3 separate regions of the Mus musculus genome follow, and regions 1 and 3 are each linked to region 2. Evidence: chromatin contacts called from public Hi-C and promoter capture Hi-C data. All regions are on one chromosome and are shown on one strand. Each heading gives the region's core, a stretch centred on a gene start, on an enhancer-like site or on the middle of the called end of the contact. The rest is flanking DNA. Distances are from core to core; before and after follow the strand shown. Region 1 overlaps Cacna1d (calcium channel, voltage-dependent, L type, alpha 1D subunit). Region 2 overlaps Cacna1d (calcium channel, voltage-dependent, L type, alpha 1D subunit). Region 3 overlaps Cacna1d (calcium channel, voltage-dependent, L type, alpha 1D subunit).

What was found. Hi-C and Micro-C count contacts between places; a contact is called where the count stands out from the background. Capture Hi-C pulls out chosen DNA fragments and counts their contacts.
Region 1: a contact with region 2 is called in a Hi-C map of muscle stem cells, with 1.9 times the contacts expected there. The contact joins two enhancer-like sites. A contact is called at or near these places in 3 of 484 Hi-C or Micro-C datasets (centroblasts, muscle stem cells and nephron progenitors), 2 of 115 datasets of contacts at active chromatin or transcription factors (bone marrow-derived macrophages and large pre-B cells) and 3 of 9 other capture datasets (adipose tissue, liver and pancreatic islet).
Region 3: a promoter capture Hi-C map of pancreatic islet shows a contact between it and region 2. The contact joins two enhancer-like sites. A contact is called at or near these places in 4 of 484 Hi-C or Micro-C datasets (bone marrow-derived macrophages, centrocytes, hematopoietic stem and progenitor cells and 1 more), 3 of 115 datasets of contacts at active chromatin or transcription factors (bone marrow-derived macrophages, embryonic stem cells and large pre-B cells) and 3 of 9 other capture datasets (adipose tissue, liver and pancreatic islet).

What each region holds. Positions count from the first base shown.
Region 1 is chr14:30,291,214-30,294,102 of GRCm38.p6, forward strand. All of the region lies in intron 3 of Cacna1d (calcium channel, voltage-dependent, L type, alpha 1D subunit), which reads right to left. Among named protein-coding and RNA genes, the nearest start is that of Cacna1d, 61 kb to the right of the region's middle. Within about 2 kb of position 1,303, at least 58 of the 459 cell types and tissues checked have an H3K27ac peak or open chromatin away from gene starts, as enhancers often do. A contact at or near this core is called in muscle stem cells and pancreatic islet, where this site is marked.
Region 2 is chr14:30,171,751-30,174,856 of GRCm38.p6, forward strand. All of the region lies in intron 7 of Cacna1d (calcium channel, voltage-dependent, L type, alpha 1D subunit), which reads right to left. Among named protein-coding and RNA genes, the nearest start is that of Gm52107, 51 kb to the right of the region's middle. Within about 2 kb of position 1,696, at least 12 of the 459 cell types and tissues checked have an H3K27ac peak or open chromatin away from gene starts, as enhancers often do. A contact at or near this core is called in muscle stem cells and pancreatic islet, where this site is marked.
Region 3 is chr14:30,260,156-30,263,022 of GRCm38.p6, forward strand. All of the region lies in intron 3 of Cacna1d (calcium channel, voltage-dependent, L type, alpha 1D subunit), which reads right to left. Among named protein-coding and RNA genes, the nearest start is that of Gm52107, 37 kb to the left of the region's middle. Within about 2 kb of position 1,561, at least 12 of the 459 cell types and tissues checked have an H3K27ac peak or open chromatin away from gene starts, as enhancers often do. A contact at or near this core is called in pancreatic islet, where this site is marked.

The sequences.
Region 1 (2,889 bases), core at 53-2,552, 120 kb after region 2:
GTAAGAACAAAAACTATTAAGTGTTACACTGTTTTAATTGACTTGGGAAGAAAGTGGCTCTCATAACAAATTTTAATACAACTATTTCTTTTTAAGTATATGTGTGTGTGTATGTATAACATATACATATAATATTATAACATATTAGTATATATTTGTTATGTTATATACACATATATGCATCTATGTATATACACATATAAATATATACATATATATGTATGTATATATAAAATCAGAGTGGAAACGCACACCTTATATTGAGGTCTCTGCTACAACCAGTCTAAAGGCACTGGAGCATGCATCTGAGCAGGCTGCTGTCTCTAGGGACAGTGACAGTCACAACTGCAGTGGCAGCACTGCTAAGGCTTCCCACATCAGCGCATGCGTCCTGCAGGAGCTTGCTCTTCACATGCAGGAGCATGTGGCAAGTGCATAAGTCAGTTGCTGCATCCATGTAAACTGTGCCTTCTATACAACTTACTGAGGGCTGGGTCTATGTGAACAAAAGCCTCACCTAATTAGTCAGAGAAGTCAGGATTTATTCAAACCTTCACTAAAATAGCTCCACTAATTGGTAGTGAGGCCACTCTGCATCCGTGTGTCAGCTGAAGTGTCTGAAACGGCATCAGTTTAACTTTTTCTGCAGCTGAGATCACTACTCCACAGAATCTCTTGGTGTCCCTGCTCTAACACACGGGAAGACAGCCTGACTGCTATGGCAAGCAGCTGCTGACGTGGCCAGGAAGTTCTCATTAGAACCTGAGAGCAGCTGCTCTTACCCAGGTGCAGTTTCCTTCCTGGAGCCCTGGGTTCCTTAGGCCCTCGGCAGGTACCCGCACTGGGCCTCACACAAGTATAAGACACAGTTACTGATCTGAGAAAGTTTGGGTTTATGGAGACAGAAATCTCACAAGAAAGCTAGGTGCAACACATGCCTATAACCCTAGCTCTCTGAAGGCTGAGACAGAAAGATCACAAATTCCAGGCCACTCTTGTTAAGAGAAGAGACAAGGGGAAGAGAAAGGGGAATAGAAAGGGAGATGGTATGAGGGGAATGAGAGGGAGGAGTTAGAGGAGGAGGCAGAGAGGGGGGTGGGGACGGAAGAAGGAAGGAAAGGGGAAGACTACATTGTCTTACAGTTTATCATGGCAATTCTAAATTCAGAGTGGAAGATGCTTAAGAGAAGGAAGGCTCCCCTCCCTAATACCAAGAAGAAACAAAAGAAAATTCTCTGCAAAAGGAATAGGAGCAGAAGAACTCACGTCAGTGGAAGAGGGCAGTGTGCACTGTTCCTGAACCAGCTGCAAACTAAGGCAGCAGAATGGAGAGAGGACTGTGGAGAGAAGTAGTCTGCATCCTTTAAAAAGAACCTAGTACTGTTCCTTTACTAAATGGACATGCTGTCAAATTGCATTCTAAATATTTAAGTTTACGTCCACAGACCCAGGCTGCACTCAGCCACGGTGAGGGAAGCTTCGTTTTGCAGTGGGCAGGAGCCAATGGAGAGATGCATCACTGGTCACAGTGCTCAGCCCGCAAACAGGCTCTCTTTATTAACCTTACTATTATCAAGGGCCAGTCACACTACAGAAGTTGGGCAGAAAGAATAGAAGAGCCAGAGTACGTGGAGGAGTCTGTGAAATGCTGTTTTCCGGGCATGACCTGGCTGTCACAATCATGAACTCACAGCAGCTGTTGCTACTTGCATAAGACCTGTATAAAATCAAATCAGCCAAAACCCTGGCAACTGACGGGGTAGGTGATCTCTAGGCCGAGGCCCTTTCTGAAGAGGTGCCGGCCGTGGATAAAGTTGCTGAAGAAGAGAGAAACTCTTTGATTTTTCTTAGTATGTTTTTTTCAAACAGGATCTCTCTATGTAGCCTTGGCTGTCCTAGAGCTCACTATGCAGGCCAGGCTGGCCTCAAACCCTTAGAGATCTGCCTGCTTCTCTCTTGAGTGATGTGATTAAAGGATGTGCTACCACACCTGGCTCTGGAGACCCTTCTTTATTGAAGACAAAGCCACTAGTAGATTTCCCATGCTTTGGTAGATGGCCCCACACCTACACACATTTATATAGCACTAATTAAATATACTAAGTTGAAGAAGAAGAAGAAGAAGAAGAAGAAGAAGAAGAAGAGGAGGAGGAGGAGGAGGAGGAGGAGGAGGAGGAGGAGGAGGAGGAGGAGGAGGAGACATTATGTTGGAAGGAAGACATATTCTAGAGTCTATGGAGGAACCAGAAGATGAAAATGGGAGTTAGATATAGTCAGGTTTCATGATATACATGTACTAATTTGTCAAAAATAAAGAAAAAGTGAAAATGGAAACATCAGCAAAAATAAATAAAAACAAAATACTTAAAGAAAAAAGAGAGGCAGAGGATCAGAGGTGAGGAGGACACAACGTCTGTCCCCAACACCGGGACCCAGCCAGCCCCACAACACCCAGAGGAAGCTCTACTCCCAGGTGCTCCAACACACCCAGGATAATAGGATCAGAGGTGAGGAGAACACAATATCTGTCTCAACACCACCTGGAGTAACTTGGACCAGCAGGGCCCAGGCATGCAGGAACTCCGCCAGACCAGTGGCATGGATTCCTTCGGGTCTGTTCTGGCTAGCGCCCTAAGCAGACCTTGGGAGCAAACTCCGCAGCCAGCCCCACAACAACCAGAGGCAGCTCCACTCCCAGGCACTCTAACACACCCAGGATCAGAGGATCCCAGGATCCCAGGACCTTGGTCACACCAGGATCTCAAGGTCCCAAAGGCAGCTTGACTTCCAGGAGCTTGGACACACCCAGGATCTCAGGATTGAGGGATCCCAGGATCACAGAGACAGCTTGACTTGGAGTTCTGACACAACCAGGATCACAGGAAGGAC
Region 2 (3,106 bases), core at 446-2,945:
AATTAATTCCTGGTCAATAATCTCTCAGTGGCTTTCTTTCATAGTAGCTGGTGAGGTTCCAGGAAACAGCTTGGTTCCGGAAGCCTCAGCAGAAGAGAAAGCAATACGAAGGAACTGGTACCCACCCACCGGTCCCTCTAAGCCTGCGTGGTCTTGGCAACTGATCTCAGGACTCTGCCTTCAAGATGAAAGAGATGTAGCTTACCCGCTCAATACACCAAGTACAAGATTTAGTACGAAAAATGACCCAAAGATGACGAGACTGACAAAATACACCCAGGGCAATTCAAATCCCATAGCATCATTCATCTGTAAGAAATAAGATGGGCTCATAGGAGTGGGTTAATAGGGGAATCCAGTGAGGAGAGGGTCACATTAGAGAGAACAGTCTATACATTGGATTAAACATTTACTTAGATGGAGACAAGAGCAGCCAGCAGACATTCATTACGCATTCCAAACACACACAGGCACACACACACAGAGTCATACAAGCATGCCTGCACACACATACACACAAGCACACAAGCATGCCTGCACATACACACACTAAGACTCATAGAGGCTTCAGGCCAAACAGCAAATCCTGGTCCCAGGTAGGGAAAGGAGATCTGGCTCTGGCTCAGGCCACTGTACTGGTGAGCAGTTTCCAGGGCAAGCCTCAGTAGAAGATGGAGCCAGTTGCTTCTCTGATTCTGAGCTGATGCTCTGTCCCAGTCAGTCCTAACTGCTTTTTAAAACTTGGTGGAAAAGTCCTAACCTACAACATTTGACTCTATAAGCTCTTCAAAACAAAGCCAAAAAAACTAGCTTGACATGGTGGCACACACCTTTGATCCAGCATGGCTAGCCTAGTCTACACCGAATTCAGGCCAGCCAGGTACACAGTGAGACTCACTCTCAAAATAAATAAATCTAAAATAATCACCATCTGTTTGGAGATAATCATCCTAACTATCTACCCAAGGGAGCCTAGCCTTCTGTAGGTTTGGATTATCTGCAGCCAGCAAACTAGATAAAAATGGAATAAATGAATGAATACTTAGTACAACTAAAAAAGCAAGAAAATGTTCCCAAGGCCACTAGCTGACATGTGCTCAGGGATAACATTGGGAATTGTTGTTTTGTTTGTTTGTTTGTCTCAGCTGTACCCATTAAAAGAACTCCAACTCTGACCTGGAAGCTGTTCAAAAAAGCAGGACCGAGCCAGAGGAGCACCTGACTCAACTGCTCATTCAGACATGGTGTCCTCGTCAGACTTCCCTGGGGAATGGCTGGGAGTGAGCAGCCTGCACACAAGTGCTTTATGGATCGTAGCTGGATGGGACTTTCCAGTAGCCCAGGTCAGCGTTCAGTGGGATGAACTGAATATTAAACACTTCCTTAAGGAGGAAGGGGGTGTTAAGGACCAACCAGGTAACAGCATAGATCTTCTCCAGGAAAATTCTCTCCTCTGCAGGAGTAGCCTGGATTTTCAGTTAGACAAGGGTCTGCAGGGTAAGCCCATCGCTCTTGTCTAGCAGGTGCAAACCCTCAGGGTTTTAAGCCCTGTGCCTTTTTGCACGTTTTCTGCTTCCAGCTTTTAGCTTTACAGAAAGGCTCATGCATTTCACAATATTTGCCTCATGCTGAAGCCAAACAGGAAAAGGGAACACACACACACACACACACAAAAAGACCTAACATCTGTTGCTGAACTCTCCAGAGGGCATTGCCTCCCTTACGGAACACCTGTTTGGCCACATGAAAACTGACGTGCTTAACAGAACCCTCTCCATCTTCACATCAGCAATTGGAGGAATGAATGAGCCGGGGCCACAGCTCCAATGGTTGATCTAATTAAGTTGGATAAGCCAATTTCAGCAGGAAGGCAGAGGGCGAGTCTTCCAGAGCAGCGACACTGCCAAACCCATCTCAAAATCCACATGTAGGGAAGAAACAGGCTGCTTGGTGTGGTGGCCAGAGCGGTGGCCTTAAATCAATACCTGTGACAGAGATGTCTAACCTCCACTGGAGCCGGGTGTATACGTGGCAGAGGAGAGAGTGCCCTAGTGCGGGGCTCCCATTAGACACCTTACTCTTGAGACTGGCAAAGTCTGCTGGCTTGGCCATCTGTCTCATCTGCCCTTCTCAGGCCTTGGCAAGTTTCAGAGTAGGGCTCTGATAAGAGCTGTATGTTCCACTGCAGAGGGAACATCTTATTTGAATTTCTTAGGACGGGGTGCTCTGTGGACTTGCACATTCTCAAATCACTGCCACCCAGAAGGGCAGCTGGAGAGGACTGAGGGGAGGCGGGAGCTAAGCACAACTGGCTGGAGCATCTCTTCTCTTTGCCCGAAGAGATGCAACTTAAGTGCTCAGGGCCAGTCTTTCTCCCTGCACAGCAAGCAGAAGGCTGAGTCCTTAAAGCTATGCATACACATAGGTCATCCTCACAGTTACTAGGCTGATCCCCATACCCACATCAAACATACATTCTCTGCCCAGGGCTTTGTGTGCATGCTCTTCACAACGATGGAGGCACCAGCCCGAGAGAAAGCATTTCGATTTAGATTCTTTTTTTTTTTTTAAGTCTCATCATAGAGGGCCACTTGGCACCCAAGACAATTTAGGTTACTTCAATTTTCTCTTATTTTAAGGGACTAAGTGCCCATGTATGTCTCAGGTCAAGGGAAAGCATAAGGCCTTTTGCTTTCCTAACCCTGGGAAACTGCTAGAGTGCCTCAGAGCATGGCCCGTGGGGAAGGAAAGCCTTGGCTGTGGGGGCACAGAAGAATGTCCCTCCCAGGTGCTTTGACTGAGAGGAGCTGTCAGGTGATGACAAGTACTTCAGACTAAGGTCGGCCTGCACGCTCATAGCCCTGTGTACATCTGAAGAAAAAGTTGGGTGCTAACACAGGGTGCCACTCAGATAAACAGCACTCTCCTAAAACCAACCCTTTGCCATTAACTTCCTACATTCAAAACATCTCCTCTAAAACAAACAAGCAAACAAACAAACAAAACCCTCTAAGTTGAAGGAAAAAAGACCCTCTAACTGTGCATATTGTAGCCAAGGGCATGAAGGCCCAGGGGACCCAAGAACCTGCCTTGTCCAGCTCTTTCT
Region 3 (2,867 bases), core at 311-2,810, 88 kb after region 2:
GCTCTTCTGTGGAAGAGCCTAACTGAGCAGGGTTACATGAAATGCTTGCAGGCAAATAAGATGGCTCTGTAAGAGAAGCATAGGCAAATATGGAGGATGTTCATACTTATCTGAACACAAAGGAAGACCCTTCTATAGGAAGGACCCCCTTTCCAGTTCATGTAGAAGGCAAGGTAAAACAAGAGACATGTCAGGACAGTCACAGAGCATCATGGGAGGATGCATGCCCGCCAAGACTAGAATGCTAAGTAGGGCCGCAGAGCCTGAGCACACAGCACCAGAGGCCTCAGATGGGAGCTGACCCAGAAATCCACATAGGTGGTGAGAGTAGCAGAAGCTCCAGGAGCCAGCTGTGGCAAGACATCCAGATGTTATTCTTACTTCCCTGAGATGAGGGTAATCTGAACCCAGCTTCACTTGGCCTCTTCTCTGAAAACCCCAGCCTATGAGGCATTTCTGGTGCATGGGCTGAACTCACTGACGGGGCAGAGGAGAGGAGGAGAGGACAAGGCTTAGCGGTACGGCTTGACTACTACCCAACCCTTGGACACTGGGTCTGCTTCTCACCACGTCTTAATGACCCTGTATTTAAATTAGATGCAACTTAGTATCTTTCCAGCCTTGACATTAAAGAAAGGCATGGGATATTTAGCATTTGTCCTGTTTCAGACTGCTCATGGCCCTGAGCAGGTTACAGAGGCAAGGTCAAAAGGAGACTTTTTAGTCGGCAACTAAGTTTGGAACATAAGATACAAAATAACTGTTAAGTGAAAGAAACAATCTCAGCAGTGTGTGATGTGTGTGTGTGTGTGTGTGTGTGTGTGTGTGTGTGTACTTGCCTGGAGAATATAAAATAGATAGAAAGTTAACCTTGCTTACTTCAGGGCTACCTCCTGTGGATAAGTATCAAGAGTATGCTGTGATTTCCAAGTTTTCTATATTGACAATATATCTTTATTACACACATTACATATGCATTTATCTAGGTACAATAAAGTACCTCTTTTCCAGGAGATTGGGGAAGGTGTGTCTGTTAGCCACATCCAGTATCACAGGGTCCCATCACTTTTTGACTATAAGAGAAGGCACTCATTGTGTGTGGATGTCAACCAGTCCCAAGAATTACAGTGCCCCACCCCCAACCCATCCATATAAGCTATCTTTGAGGGGGACAGGGCAGCAACAGTGGTACAGCTGGACAGCAGGATTCTTCTGGGCTGAGACAGGACACCTGGCCTCTCTCTAGGTACGACTGGTCCGGTGATTGGTCGGGCAGCCAGACCTGGCTCCTCCACCTGCTGCTCGGTGGGCCTCACCCGCTCTCCTAGCACATCCTAACTTCACTGCCATGTCCCAACCACTATGCTGAACATAATATATATCAAACACACCTCGGAGATGCTGAAGAGAAAGGGTGGAGTTGAGATTAAAAATGACCAACCACCACAGCACACGAAAGCAGGAGCGTCTCATGTGTGCACTCATCCACTGGACAAACATGAAGTACCTGCCCCCGTGCCCAGCACTGGGCTATGTCAAGTAAATCAACACTGAGTTAAATACACAGAGTCTGCCTCTCCTTAGTCCCTACTGCCAAAACAAGCCAACTGCAGTTAATGAACGCGCTCTAGTACAAAGCTGCCTTTGGCCAGGAGGAAATCCCAGCTCATATGACAGTGAACTTTCCTCCTCTAGTCAGGAAGAGGGATTTTCAGATGCCTATTTACTTAATTACCCAAACAAGTCCATGCTGTGTAGACAGCAATGTGGTGGGCCTGGGAAGGCACAAATGAGCTGGCCAAGTATGAATGAAGTGCTTTCTCTATTCCCTGGGTCCGTGACTGAGAGCAGCTGGCAGCAATACTGATAACTCAGTGCTGAGCACCCCTGGAGCCTCACTATCAGAAGAACAGTGTAGCAGTGTCGAGCAACACTGTCTACTGAGAAGCGATAATGTACCAGTACTGGAAACTCAGTTCCAATGTATCAGTACTGGAAACCCTGTTCCAAGCGCATTCAGTGGAAGAACAGTGTAGCAGCACTAAGCCTCAGTACTGAGCACCAAGTACAAAGCACTCACTGTCTGTGGAAGTGCGGTGTCCAGGCGAAATCAGACACAAGTCTGTCAATGAGGATTAAATGAAAAATACAAGGGCTCATGTGACTCTTGTTACTTCGTGGGCTTCCCCTTTGTTGAATTTGCATTCCTTCTCAATCCCTTCCCATGGAAAAGTCAGTTTGAGTGTGGCATGTATGGATGCTACTAAATTCTTCATTCATAAGAGGCTGTGCAGAGCAGAGAGTGCCACACTGGTGACAGCTGGCAGGCGGCATCATGAGAGCAAGCGAGCCATGCGGTCTGGGTGTGCTGTACCTGTCTGAAGCCATCTTCATGGTTACAGCAGCCCCCTTTCTGTCCTTGTTCTAAGTCTTGGCCTGGCTCCTTCTTAAGCAAGCCAAGATGGGTATCATCTCATGATAGCCCCAGCATCATTTGTCATGGGGTTATCATCTCATGATAGCCCCAGCATCATTTGTCACGTGGGGCCTAACTGCCTCGCCTCCACCTTGTATCCTTACAGACAAGGAGCATTAGAAGCCTAGGCCATCTGCCCATCCCACTCTATCAAAGCCCCACCTGACAAAGACAGAGGCAATAGTAGCTGGCTGGGAACAGAGGTTAAGTCAGGAAAACCTTGATTCATGCACGGGCCATTTTGTTTTGTTTTTGTTGTTGTTGTTGTTTGTTTTGTTTTGTTTGTTTTGTTTGTTTTCCGGGTTTTTGTTGTTGTTGTTGTTTGTTTGTTTGTTTGTTTTTTGATTTTCGAGACAGGGTTTCTCTGTGTAGCCCTGGCTGTCCTGGAACT